Regions from separate parts of the Gossypium hirsutum genome. Here regions 1, 2, 3 and 4 are each linked to region 5. A link is a contact called in public Hi-C data. All regions are on one chromosome and are shown on one strand. Each heading gives the region's core, a stretch centred on a gene start, on an enhancer-like site or on the middle of the called end of the contact. The rest is flanking DNA. Distances are from core to core; before and after follow the strand shown.

The links. Hi-C and Micro-C count contacts between places; a contact is called where the count stands out from the background.
Region 1: a contact with region 5 is called in a Hi-C map of leaf, with 2.8 times the contacts expected there. The contact joins the enhancer-like site here to the promoter of LOC107909845 in region 5. A contact is called at or near these places in 4 of 34 Hi-C or Micro-C datasets (callus and leaf).
Region 2: a Hi-C map of petal shows a contact between it and region 5, with 2.3 times the contacts expected there. The contact joins the enhancer-like site here to the promoter of LOC107909845 in region 5. A contact is called at or near these places in 6 of 34 Hi-C or Micro-C datasets (leaf, petal and seedling).
Region 3: a Hi-C map of leaf shows a contact between it and region 5, with 2.5 times the contacts expected there. The contact joins the promoter of LOC107909863 here to the promoter of LOC107909845 in region 5. A contact is called at or near these places in 2 of 34 Hi-C or Micro-C datasets (anther and leaf).
Region 4: a contact with region 5 is called in a Hi-C map of leaf, with 3 times the contacts expected there. The contact joins the promoter of LOC107909865 here to the promoter of LOC107909845 in region 5. A contact is called at or near these places in 12 of 34 Hi-C or Micro-C datasets (callus, leaf, petal and 1 more).

The regions. Positions count from the first base shown.
Region 1 is chrD02:56,648,608-56,651,307 of Gossypium_hirsutum_v2.1, reverse strand. No RefSeq gene overlaps it. Among protein-coding and RNA genes, the nearest start is that of LOC107908280, 16 kb to the right of the region's middle. Within about 2 kb of position 1,422, at least 8 of the 9 cell types and tissues checked have an H3K27ac peak or open chromatin away from gene starts, as enhancers often do. A contact at or near this core is called in leaf, where this site is marked.
Region 2 is chrD02:56,765,006-56,767,763 of Gossypium_hirsutum_v2.1, reverse strand. No RefSeq gene overlaps it. Among protein-coding and RNA genes, the nearest start is that of LOC107909866, 11 kb to the left of the region's middle. Within about 2 kb of position 1,358, at least 3 of the 9 cell types and tissues checked have an H3K27ac peak or open chromatin away from gene starts, as enhancers often do. A contact at or near this core is called in leaf, where this site is marked.
Region 3 is chrD02:56,700,195-56,702,894 of Gossypium_hirsutum_v2.1, reverse strand. It overlaps LOC107909863 (squamosa promoter-binding-like protein 2), which reads right to left and starts at 1,425. Exons shown (of 4, transcript NM_001327025.1): 1 at 702-1,425; 2 at 424-560. The coding sequence starts at 1,387.
Region 4 is chrD02:56,733,823-56,736,522 of Gossypium_hirsutum_v2.1, reverse strand. LOC107909865 (ranBP2-type zinc finger protein At1g67325) reads left to right here and starts at 1,426. Exons shown (of 10, transcript XM_016837554.2): 1 at 1,426-1,593; 2 at 1,870-1,915; 3 at 2,008-2,123; 4 at 2,540-2,700. The coding sequence starts at 1,585.
Region 5 is chrD02:56,902,547-56,905,265 of Gossypium_hirsutum_v2.1, reverse strand. LOC107909845 reads left to right here and starts at 1,456. Exons shown (of 3, transcript XM_016837527.2): 1 at 1,456-1,876; 2 at 1,984-2,076; 3 at 2,197-2,719. The coding sequence starts at 1,829.

The DNA.
Region 1 (2,700 bases), core at 173-2,672, 250 kb after region 5:
GTTGGAGGGTGGGTAAAGGTACAAATATTTCAATCAGTCGTGATTATTGGATTCCAGTTTTACCGCGTGATAGATTACTAGTTTTAAATACGAATTTGAATGATAGTAATGTTGCGGAATTAATTGATTCAAGCAGTAGAACATGGAAAAAGGAGTTGATAGAGTATACCTTTCCGGAGGATGTAGCCGACATGATTCTCAGTATCCCGCTGGCTGAAAGACCACATGAAGATTTCCAAGTATGGAGTGCTGAAGCGTCGGGTGAGTTCACAGTTCGTAGCGCCTATAAACTATTACAAAGTATTGCAAATGATCCTAGAGCTTATGCTTTACAAGCTGACTATAAAGACTTCTACAGGAAATTATGGCTACTTAATCTACCTTCAAAAATAAAAATTACACATTGGAAGATCTCTTGGAATTTCCTAGCTACTCGAGTTTAATATGCTACTTAGACGACTAACGGATACATCAATGTGTCCTCGTTGTGGCTCTAGATCTGAATCTATGGAACATTTTTTTTCGAGAATGCCCTGTTACAATATCAGTGTGGAGAGAGTTATCATTTCATAAATATGAGCAGGAAAACCAGATGGGGTTTCTACAGTGGTTAACCTGGGTTTTTACACAAAGCTTGGCATCCCAGCGTCGGATCTTCTGTGTTGCAGTATGGGCCATTTGGGGAGATAGGAATAACAGACTGCACAACAAAGGGAGTAAATCTGGAAAAGAAATAGGGAGATTTGTTAATAGCTACATTTTAGAGTTAGATTCAGTTGGTAAAAATAGTCGACAAACTTCCATAACTGTTAAAAAATGGAAAAACCAATGGACAGTTTTGTCAAAATCAATTTTGATGCAGCATATGAAAGAGGACAAAATAAAGCGGCTATCGGAGTTGTGGCCAGAGATAAAGAGGGTTCAGTTCTCTTATCTTGTTCGGAGGTTCATCAAAGGGTTTCCTCAGCCTTTGGAGCGGAAGCAATCGCGTGTCGGAAAGCTCTCCAGATCAGAGTTCACATGCAGTGGGAAAGAGTTATTATTGAAGGAGACTCTTTATCAATAATAAAGAAATGCAAAACAAAAAGCCCAGATAAATCACTGGTTAGTGCGCTTATTCATGACATCCATCAGCTTTTGTTATATTTTAAGGAATGTAAGTTCGAGCATATCCCAAGATCAACAAATAGCCTCGCGCATATTTTAGCAACTGAAGCGATTAAGATTAACAAAGGAGGTTACCTGGTCGGACGAGTCCCTGGAGTTGCAGAATTTCAAGCAGAAAACGAAAGGGTGAGAGAACCAAATTGAAGCAGGAAAAGGGAGAAATGGAGGAAAGGAATCGGAGAAGGGCAGATATCAAAGTGACTATACAAAGCTCTCGGGTGATTCAAAACGTCTTGAAGTAGAAAAGATGTTGAAGTGACAAGATGTGTATTGACTTTTAATACTGATTGGGCAGATGGAACGGCTGAATTAATGTGCTGTAGAGATTGTTTCCTTTTTTCATTTTCTAGGTGATTAGGTTTCCTTTTAGTTTGTTTTGTTTTTCCTTTCGTTGGGCCTAGTCTGGTTACTAGGCTTGCTCTATTTATTTTTCTAGGACTATTTGTGTAATTAATAGTTTAATTAAAGCCCAATCTGTGATTTATCTCAAAAAAAAATTCGAAAGAACCCATTCTTGAAAGAAACTCTGTTAAATTGTCCACGTGATGGAAGGCCATAACATTTATTTTAGGATTTAATTAGGTACATCATTCCGCTATAAGTCCAAAGTTGAGCTATAAACCATTAAAACTAAATTAACATTTATCGTTACGCTATAATATTTTTCAATAGACACCAAAAATTCATATTTATCATTAGCAAATTATGTAACACGAGAAAAATGAATATAGAAAAAATTATTAATAATTAAAATTTTTAAAAAATTAATTAAAGATGATAATTCATAAGAAGTAGAGGCAACAATAGCATTATTTGCATAAATTTTAGAATTTCTACATTTATTATTCATTTTTAATGTGCAAAATTTTATATGATGAAACAAGCCATTTATAAAACTAAAAATATATTTGCTTACAAGAGAGTTTATAGGTATTTTGGATGACAACTATAAAATAAAAATTTATAAAATTAGGCTAAATAAGTTAAGTATGTCTTATTCTTTTTTTTAGTTAGCCTTTTAGGTCGTTTTTTTTTAAATTATGGAAATAGGTCAATTTTGGAGAGAGTGTGTAAAAGCACATTCAGCTGGGGACACTTTCCTCCAACGGTCATTTTCCCTAACGACTTTTTAAACATTGGAAATGGTAAAATTATTTAAAAAGGCCAACGGTAATATTTTTTTCCTATAAATACCAAGTCATTTTTTATTCTTTTCACTCAAATCCAAGTCTCTCTCTAAACTCTCAATTCTCTCAACTCTCTCAGTTCTCTCAATTCTTACCATTTTTATTCGACATTTTCTTACACACTTTATTTAAAATACTATAGTTTTATTTAATTATTTTGTATATTCATTTCAGTTAAAATTTCAGTAATGACAAGCTCTCTAATTCGTTTCAGCAATAAGCACATTTCCACCGCTCAAGTGATAATGGTAAGGAGAAATTTTAAATTTCGTTATTTTCAATTAAGTTAAATTTAAAGTTTTTAAAATTTTAAAATATTTTATTTTTAATATAAATAGGCGGATGA
Region 2 (2,758 bases), core at 109-2,608, 140 kb after region 5:
TGAGTTAATAAATGTTAATCTTTGTGTTTTTTAAAATTTAAAATTTTAATACTAAGCAACAATGATTAAATTTATTTAGTTAAATTTAATTACTAGTCATATATTAGGGGTATCATATAGTTGTAGTAGATTTTATTCATTTTCTCCAATTAAATCATTCTAAGTCCTTATGATTTTCGAATTTTAAATTTACAACCTTAATGTAAATGTCAGTCGGTAATCCATTAAATGAATTTTTAGTGAGCAATATGTAAAAATAATAAGCTAATTTAACATTACGAATATGATAATATGTTTGAAGCATCAAATTTGAAAAAATAATAGAACTTTACTTAATGAATTTAACAATTATTATTTGGTGATGACTAAAATTTTAAATTTTAAAAAATACGAATATTAAAAATACCAAATAAAAGTACAAAGATTAAAATTTTAGCTTTTGCTAAGTATAATGACTAATAACAAAATTAGACAAAAAAAATTCTTTAGTCCAAGTTTTTGAAGATATGTTGCAACTTCTGGCGTTTAATTTGAAGTTTTTTATTTTCTCATTTTTCTTTGTGGGAAAGGGTCAACACTTAACTTCATCAGTCAAGTTAAGAAAATTCATAGTGGATTTAATACGACTTGTAATCAGATAAATTAATAAAACAGTTATCAAAACTCAATTTATTTTTAGGAAAAGCATATATGGAAATATTTTTTTTATAAAATACTTTTATGAGTAATGAGTAGTTTTTCTTATAAAAATAACCTAAAATTTTTAATTATTTATAAAAACAAACCATTTTAAAAACTATATATGTAAATGACCCATTTTGAACAGTAAATGTCAGTGACACCATTGTCATTGGCGTCACCACCTTCAATTTTTTAAAAAATTAATTTTTTGGATGTTGTCGTTGCCATTAGTGGCACCAAACTAAAGTATAATTATATAAAACGTTCAGGAATCTGATGAAACATTTACCCTTTTAGATTGGATGGAAAATAGGTGGCGCCCTTCCTCTAGCCGTACCAATTAAATGCTTTTAAACTTTTGACCTATTTGCATATTAAGTCTATTTCTTTTTTACATTAAATTTAAATAGACTTTAAAAAATATAAAAATAACAAAAATAAACTCTTTTCAAATTTTTTTTAAAATAATAAACTTAAAAAACTATATAAAATTATTATTTAAATTACCTAAATATATCCCTGAAATAAAAAAATTAACTATTTAAATCAGATCATTTATGTACATACTTTTAAAATGAGTCATTTAAAAAAAGAAAAGAAAAGCGGTAATGAGTAATACGAGTGGGTCTAATTGAAAGGAAATGGGAGTTGGACTAACGCGGTGGCAAAGGTTCTCTAACACTAATAGCATATTTTTATTATCATCCATTCATCACGGCGCAATTGAATAATGATGAAGTTACCTTTTCTTCCTTTTTACAGAAGAGAATATTATGTCTTGAAAATGACTTGTATTCCAACAAAACGAGAGAGGAGTGGAATACTTAAATGTGTTCACGGAATGGGCGAGAAAAGAATTTTATAAATCAAACAAACTCATCTTAACAAATGAGAATTGATTCTTCTTAAAAATAATCCATTTTTTAAAAAATTTATATTTATCAATGTTGTATTTTATTTTAATGTAATTTTAAAAATAAAATAAAAATATTTAAGACACAAATTATTAAAAATTAATTTAAAATATCAAAATTATATCAACAAATATGATACAATTATGTAAACCAATATTAATCAAAATGTGCTGAAACACACAAAAATTTGAGTTAAAAAAAATATGATTTTATTCATGGTAGGAATGGAGCATACCGGCAGCAAAATGGAATTGGCAAGGCTCGCTATTACACTTCTAATTTTCTAATTAACAGTTATATTTTATTTTTACATTTATTTTTTTATATATGAAATTTATAGTATGAATAATATTTAATTAAAAAAGAAATGGATTTGGAGTATATCCAATCCATTTTTAAACCAATGTCTTTTTTTTAATTTATTTTTCGAATATAATTTTTTGTTCAAATATGAAAAAATTAATCAATAAAAAAGTTATTTGTTTAGCTTAATGTTATAGATTTTTTTTATCATTTGTTTGATGATATAGCTTTAATTTGATATTCAATTTGTCAAAACTTACATATTAAACCAATATGAAATAATATTTACTATTTTTTTATTTTTTAAATTTATAAATTAAAAAATCATAATAATATTTTTTATTTCTATTAATTCTTAATTCTACCATTAATATAAAACTTGTAAATTTATTTATAACTCTAAGGATTAGTAGTTGATATACTAGTAGTGTACTTTTTTTTATTCTACAAGTAGTCTTCAAAAATTGTCATATGTTTTTTTTAAATACTTATTTTTTAATATTAGACAATATCATTATAGGACACTTCTTAACTTCCTAACACTACTTGTGGAGATGGAGATTTTATACTTCACAAGTCGAATTAGGGGTTAGTAAAATATTTAAAAATAAACATTTTAAAAAAAGAGACTTGATAATTTTTTATATTTGCTTGTGAAATAAATAATAATACTAGAATCACTTTTTAGCGGGGCACGATTGGGGCAGGGAATTAGGGGTAGGGGATATTTGGTTTAAAATTTTATATTTATCAAAGAAATAAGTTGAAGGTGGAAGCAAACAAAGAAGAGTTGTTCTGCGAACAATAATCAAGAGCAAATTGGCTCAGATTTGAAGATCGAAATACAACCTATTTCCATA
Region 3 (2,700 bases), core at 176-2,675, 200 kb after region 5:
TAATTAGTTGCGAATTCAATAATGTCTATTATAGATTTACAGATTAAAGTGGAAAAAGAACACAGAAAAGCTTGAGGATGCCCCTGATGGTATTATTGTTTTAAAAGAGATAAACATGTCAAGATAAAACTCAGTTAAGGAATCAGTCAAGATATTACTGACATCATTTTTTCAACCAAATGCAGCATATATTAAGATATTGTATTACCATAGAGAACCAAGTACCATTTATTAAAGAACATCTTGATTAAATAAAATGAAAAAAATCCAGATTGACTTGGTTAATGAAATAACTCAACTCCATAATTTGAGAGGTAAAAGAAAAGGGAAAAAATAAAGTGTCTTAGTCTATTCTTGAGATGGTAGCATATAGCAAAAATTATATGAATGAAAACATATCAAACTTGGGTCTGAAACCATTACCATATGCTGCTGGTGAAGGCCTTGCAGCACTGAAGTGGATTGCATCTGTCTGTGGTTTGCGGCGCCTTGCATTGTGGTCAGAAAGACGCCGGCGGCAGCTTCGCTTCTTTTCATCAAACTCTGACAGAGCATGGAACCTTTGACATCATGAATGAAAATTATGATTTCAACATTCATAATGAGATAGAATCACAAGTTCAGTAGTAAAGAATCAAATCACTACCATCAACTAAGAAATTCAAGTCTTCAATACTAAGATAATTAAAACAATATTTTACCTGCTACACTGCTGGCAGAACCGGAGCTCCAGACCACCTACAATAACCTTAGGGCTCTTTGAGTGACTTTCACAAACTCTGTGTTTCCGATGGTAATCCTTAGCCGAAGAAAGGTCAAGGTTACAGCCTTCGACTTGGCAACGCAGAATATGTTTTGTCTGACAATTGGGTTTGGATCTCTTTGCCGGGGAAGGGGATGGTCCAGGAGTGGCTGAATAAGATGAAGTCTTTGAATTGCTTCCTGTGCAAACATCTTCAAAGTATGTTTGCTTGCCAAGCTTTAAACTGAGCAATGGCTCACCAGAGCCAACTGAAGCCTCAAATATTGGGGAACTACCGGTGTGCTCAACCTTGGAAACCTTTTTCTTGTTGCTAATTTCATGTGGTATAGCTTCAAAAGCCTCCAAAGTAAATGTGGTCACTTTTACCTCTCCCGCAGATGAAGAATTAATGGATGCCGATTTCGAACTTTTAGACAAAGAAATAAGGCCCAAATCTGATCCAGAACCACCACTACCTCCAGCAGCAGCACCAGAAGAATAGAGAGACCCAGAGTCCAGCTCTTCCTCGCCCTCAATATCCCACTCTGCCGATCTTAGCTTCCTTGGAATTTCAGTTGGTGTCGCATTTAACATCATTAGGTTCTCCCACTCCCATTGCAACGGGGTTTTGGCATTCCAGTCCATGAGAGAGATAGAACTCACAGAACAGTTCAAACAATCTTCTTCATATAAAAGCCAAGCCACTTGTCAACAGATCCTAAAATATAACCTAGAGGTTTGCTCAATTCATTAAGGAAATAAACGAAAAGAATTTCAATCATCCTAAATTCAGTAACCTTATATATGAAGCAGACCATTCAAAGAATCCTTATAGACACATAGCCCGCAAAACAACTGATAAACAAAAATTAATCCCTGCATATCAAGTTCAAAACTTACCTCTAAATCTAACAGCATCAAAGTCCAACCCTCTCTGTTTCTCAGATCTAGAGTGGTACAAGTTAGAAAATTTTCTATCCACTTCAACGAAACAATATTTAGTCCACTCCTTCCCCAAGTTTAAACTAAAAAGGGTTTGTTGATGCCACTTCAAATCCACTTAGCAAAACAATCGCAACCAGGGTAGTAGAGAGGTTCGACTAAACAAAGCAATCACTTCTCAAGCCGAGCGTTTTTTTATGCAGATATCAATATCCAACAGAAAAGAGAGCTTAAGCAACGACAAAAAGTATGTTATATTGGACCTTGCAGATTCGAACTAGAATAGTAGTAGAGCTTTTTTCTCATCCATTCATTATTGCTAACGCAAACAAACTGACACCATAGTTCCAAACTGTCTCTCTATACGAGTCTTGTACGAATGTAAGCTGATCTTCAACCCCAAGTAAAAACATAGTAGTGTTCCATAAACCTTCAACATCAGCAGTAAATTCCACCACCAAAAATCTAGAAGAATTTAGCTTATCTATTAACCCATCCAACAATAACTACCCGGTCTAGCCTCTTTAACAAAGCAGCTCCCTCTCTCTCTCTCTGCTCGCCCCACTATCTTCAATAATTCTAAGAAGCAGTAACAAAGTCCAAGTAGAGGAACCCAAAAATTAAACAAATAAAAGGATTCACGTTTTAATCAAGTAACCTAGTCTAAAAAACACTCTAACACTTTCAATAATTCCAATTCAATTATCTGGGAAATCTTGCAAAGTAGGTCCCTGACTCAGACCCACAACTACTGTACAAAACAAAATTCAATGAAACCCTAATCTACCATAAATTCTTGTACCAAAAAATATCTACCATAAATTCAACAATTTACTGATGTATAAAAAGCTATCCCGACAACCATTTTTACTTGAACCCCCACGAGAACCATTAAAACCAATCAACAAATACCATACATGTCAACCAAAAAAATAAACAAAAAAGAAATTCTACTCACAAATTTTTTCTCCATACAATATATATGAAGTTTTGCATTGAAACAGAAATAGAACAAA
Region 4 (2,700 bases), core at 177-2,676, 170 kb after region 5:
AGCACTTCTCTTTCATACCGTATGTTGGGAGGGGTGAAGGGTGTTACATTTAGTTTATTCCTGGCTATCAACCAACATGATTTTCTCTGTTTATCTTGAACCTTTGGTTTTTTTAGAGAGTGAGCTTTAATTCACGAACCGAACATACAATGAAAACTTTAGCTTTCAAGTGGGGAAAGTTAATTCCCTATATGGGTTAGAAACTAACTCAAGTTGTAACACCCCTCACCTGTCTTGATGACTAGTACGAATGAGAGAAGCCACGAGAACATATACAAGAAAGAAACCTTGGATTCATTTAGGAGTCATGACTTATAAAACATTTTTACAAATTATTTATTCAAGTTTTAGATGTTTAAGAGGCTTTAGAAAAAAAATTTAAAATCATTTACAAATGGTTAGAAATTGATCGAAGGTGTTTGGATCCCAAAATGGGCTCAAAATGCCAAAAGGGCTCAGAACAGTGCAATACCTCTACCCTTGGAGCCAAACATTGACTTGAAAATCACTTGTTTTGATACCCAAAGGCTTATTACCAAAACTTGAATTTAGAGGAATCAAAACATCAAAAACAATTACCAAAAACACCTCTACACATAGTAACATAAAACATGCTTTGGCGATACTTCAAAGACATTATGAAAAGCAAATTTGATATCAATCTAAGCATTGGTTAAATGGAAATTTGGCTTCATGAATGCCAACTTACTTGGAGCTTCAACTTAATAAGCTCAAACATAACCACCAGAGCTTCTAACATATCAATTCAATATTAGGCTACTCAAGATACCAAATGGCCATTGAAACTAGCATGATCATATATATCGAATGTAATATTGTAACATTGTAATATTCAATTACCATTTCTCAAGTTGATCAAAATTGTCAAATTCATGCATTTTATAACCATAAATTCTTTTCATTAATCATTTCTAGTTCTTTTTCACCCAATGTAGCCTTAGTGAATTATATATGCTCTCTCTTTTATGTGACAATATTATTTATGAATTTGTTTTATGATTTTAAGAAAAATAATTTTACTGTTCACATTATAATATTGTACATGTAAATTAAAAATAAGACATTTTAATGATTATGACTTTTATTTTTAAAAAACCTTGCAATCAAACTATACAAAACAATTTTTTAAATATTTTAAATAATTAACCTAATATATTTTAATTCATACCCAATTAATTTATGTTTCACATATGATCAATAAGATTATTTAAAAGCAATTGAACCTTGACCAATAAATTCGAGGCATGCTAATTGAAAGAGTACATGGACCATCCAATAGGCAAAGGTCGCACCGAAGTCCAAACACCGGGCCCCATCCAAATCACAATAACGGCGTCAGAAATTCAGAGGGGCAGCAGCGAGCAACCGTTTATACTTATTTTAAACCAATTTTTCATTTACATCCCTCACATCACGCATAAAAATTTCCTGGTTATTCTGTTTAAAGTCCGTTAGTTTGTCACCGCCCTTTTATCGCAGGTAGGGCAAATCCCCAATTCCCTCTCTCTTGTTTCGAATCTTCACACCGAAACAGTCATATCTCCCTCTATTGCCGCCGCCTCAATGTCTCAGGTATTATGCCCTTCCAATTCTCTGAATTTCCCCTCTTATAGATTCGAGCATCCAACTTAATAGATCTAATGATAGATTTGTCTTGAAAATCAACTCCCCTTTGTCAAACTAGGATTCTCTTTTCTTTCGATTTTTTTTGTGCTTTTCTGTCGCTGCTCATTTCTCCAATTTATTATCGAAAAGTGGAAATGAATTTCGTAATTATTGCTTAGTATCGATTTATGCACATATTTACGGTGATTAACCTTTTTTTCTTGGGGGTGGCAATTGGTTCAGGTTGATAATAGAAACTCTTCTGCAGCGAAGCGAGCTAGAACCGATGGTATGCCGCTTAATTTTATTTTTATTTCATTCTGTGTACTTTTTAACATGTTTAATTTTGGCAATTTTGAATTTTTATGGTTAAATTTGTAGGCAGTCGTAGGGAAGATGATTGGACATGCCCTAGTTGCGGGAATGTCAATTTTTCATTTAGAACTACTTGCAATATGCGCAATTGCACTCAACCCAGGCCAGCTGTTCATAATTCAGTAAGTCTTCATATTTATTAGCCAATGGCGTTCAAAATATTCCTGAGTTTTTGAATATTGTTGAAATTTTAATTGCTTTAGTTTTGGCTCGTAGGTTTCGATTTTCTGTTCAGATTGGAGTTGTTTTTTAACAGAATTAGTAATAGAAGAGCGGATTCTTCAAAATATGTGGCTTAGCAAGTTATTTTTAATGAAGTTAATACCTGGTTCTGTGCTGAAAGACCAGAGTATATTATGTGATACCCAATGCTTGTTTCGTTCTAGTCCGTTTATGTCCTATTTTTTTATGACTCTGTTTATCATAAAATCGTAAATCTTTTCTACTGTTTGTTTCTCTCTTTAGAAACTGACCCTTTGCATTTTCTTTCTCCCATTATTTATTTTTAAAGCTTGAGTTGGTAATTTTTCCCTTTCAGAAATCTGCCAGCAAGCCTCTCCAGGCGCCACAGAGTTATTTGTCATCTGCTCCATATGTAGGTTCTGGAGCACCATCTTCTATGTATCTCGGTGTACCACCTTATGGTTCTTCCCTCTTCAATGGTTCCTCTATTCCTCCATATGAAGCACCTTTTTCTGG
Region 5 (2,719 bases), core at 207-2,706:
AAATTGAAATTTGTTATGTAGGGACTAAGGTGTAAAATTTTAAAAATTGTAAAATTTCCTTCAATTTTGGCCCATACGGCCTTAGAGAGTTAGACGGGCTAGTCACACGGTAGTGTGAGTGTTGAAAATTGGTCAATTTTGGAGCCGTACGGGCTCAAAGACTTACACGACCATGTGGTAGACACAACCATGTGCCTTTTTTTTTTTGCAAAAGTTCATATTTCACTTTAAAGCACTGTTTTAAATACTCAAATGTTTAAGGAACTTATCGGGCTCCTCACTAACATTGATAATGGTTAATTAATGAATTGGTAAGTTACAAATGGGTTCGAAATGAGTATTTACTTGTTAGAGTTTGGTTGATTAATACTCTAATATTTAATGTAGCATTCCTATATTTGATCCGATAGTCGGGTTAGGTATAGGGGTGTTACAAGAGATGACAACTTTCCATCTTAATGCATCATTTCAAATACTATGATAAGAGAGAAAATAAGAGAGTTACGTATGTTAACTTAAAATTATGTATATTTCAAAAGTTTCAATTTCTTTCCTCTTATTTTTCAACTCCACCAAGTAATAAATAGAATGAAAATTACTTTTTCTTTCAAAATTTTCATATTTCTTACCAAAAGTTGAGAAATAACAATTATATTTTCTATTTTTCCACTCTTTCATTTTTCTTTCCCTCTACCAAGTAAAGCTTAAATTGGAAAACAATTAACATCAGTTACATTCAAAGAAGAGATCAAATCGAAAATAATTAACGCCATCTTCAAATGTTTTTATTTTCTCATTTTCGTGAAGTACATGCTTAAACTTCCTTGTTTAATTTGCGAGTAAATTATTCTTTGACCCTAGACCTCTTTGATATTTATTTTGGTTATTTTAATATATAGTTGTTGTAGATTATAGTTTGTAAATAAATAGAAATGTTGTATAAAATTACATTCTAATATTAAATTCGATGTATATTAGTTTTAGGGTAATTGTATAAATTGAAATTAAATGATAAAAGTTCGTTTCATTGCGGTTGATGATCTACTTGTGGACGCCTCCAAGGGAGGAGAAACAAGTGACCTGGAAAACAGTCTTAAAATGACAAAAAAACAGAAGGTAAAGGAAACCAGATTTTTGGCTCGGGGATGCGATTAGAACAATTATTCCTTATGCTTTCTATTGTAAAATAATAATTCAGGGAAAAAGACTCATAACAAACCATCTTAAAGATAAAATAATATGTACAATGTTGTCTGTTCCTTCATTCCTTCACTTCATTGGTAGATACTAAAAGAGTTGGGCCTTTAGTCCAAATCAATGTTGTAATCAAAGGTGAATTATTAGAATAGGTTACATAGACCCGAGACTGTGAGCCGAACCCCATGCAATTATTATTAGGTAAGCCCTTTGCTTTACAGTCATTAAATTTAAATAAATAAATCACACTCATAATTTAGATGGTGTTTTCCATGGAATGGAAACTCCATTATTTCTTGTGGTTGGCTTTAGTTGTCCGCCAGTCTCAGTCAGCTTGAGTTTACGGGCGTAATTGAAGCAGTTGATTTTAAAATATTCTATATTGTGGAACATGGGTGTTGTCACTTGGCGGCGTCTTCTTATTGTTGCTAAACCTTGTAGTCTTTTAATATCGATTTCAGTCCTACCCTTGCACTGAAATTAATCTTACAAATTTCCCACACTGACATAAGGCTAAGCTCTCACATCTTTATCATATTGCCTATTTTTCTGTCTTCGTCTTCTTCTTTTTCTTCTTACTTGTTGCTTGCAGGATTTGCCTACTTATGGTACAAGGACCATAGGCATCATCATGGAAAGGAACTTAGAAGAAAGCCTTGTTCTGCATGAAGTATCTAAGGTTTTTGCCTCTTTTTATTGGCTTTTTTACTCTCAGGTTGCTTTGATATTGGTTTTGATTCAGAAAAAGGAAATCTTATGTAAGGGTTTTAATTTGATTCTTTTTAGGATATGGCAGAAAGTGAATTTGATCCATCAATCTTGCTTTCAATGCCCAATTCACCAAGCCAAAATGGCAGACCAAGCAGCATGGTTATCAAGGCAAGTTCTTTTAATTAATCTGACCTTTTAAGAACATTATCTTGAAAAAGGAAAAAACAGATTTTCTTTTATTTGATATTTGAGTTTCTTTTAATTGTGCATTGGACTTTTAACAAGCAGAAAGCACAAAGTGTAATCCCTGCCCATTTGGTAGCTGAAGCAATCTCAACACTACAAGGCCTTGACTTGAGATGGTCTGGTCCCATAACACCCACTGAAATGCAATATGTAGAGCAATATGTCTTTGCAAAATATCCTCAATATTGCAATGGACTTGTGGAAGATGGACTAAAGATGATCGATGTCGACAGTCTATCCAACAGTGACGAGTCCTTTGAGACCGTTGTTACCGACAATAAGCAGAAATCACCAAGGATTGTAGGCAACAGGGAGTCCTTTTCATCTTCATCAACTTCTGGTATGGCAGATATTGACAACACTCAATTAGAGGCTTCAAGGCTTCTTGATATCCTCACTAGGAAAACTTCTTTCCTAGGGAACTTCGTTTCAATACCTGAAATTCAAGCTCAAAACAGGGCTTTGAAACATTGTGGGCTAAGTGAAGATGAGTATTTAGTGCTTTTCATGCCAAATTACAAGGATGCTATGATGTTGATTGGTGAAAGCTACCCCTTCTTTAAAG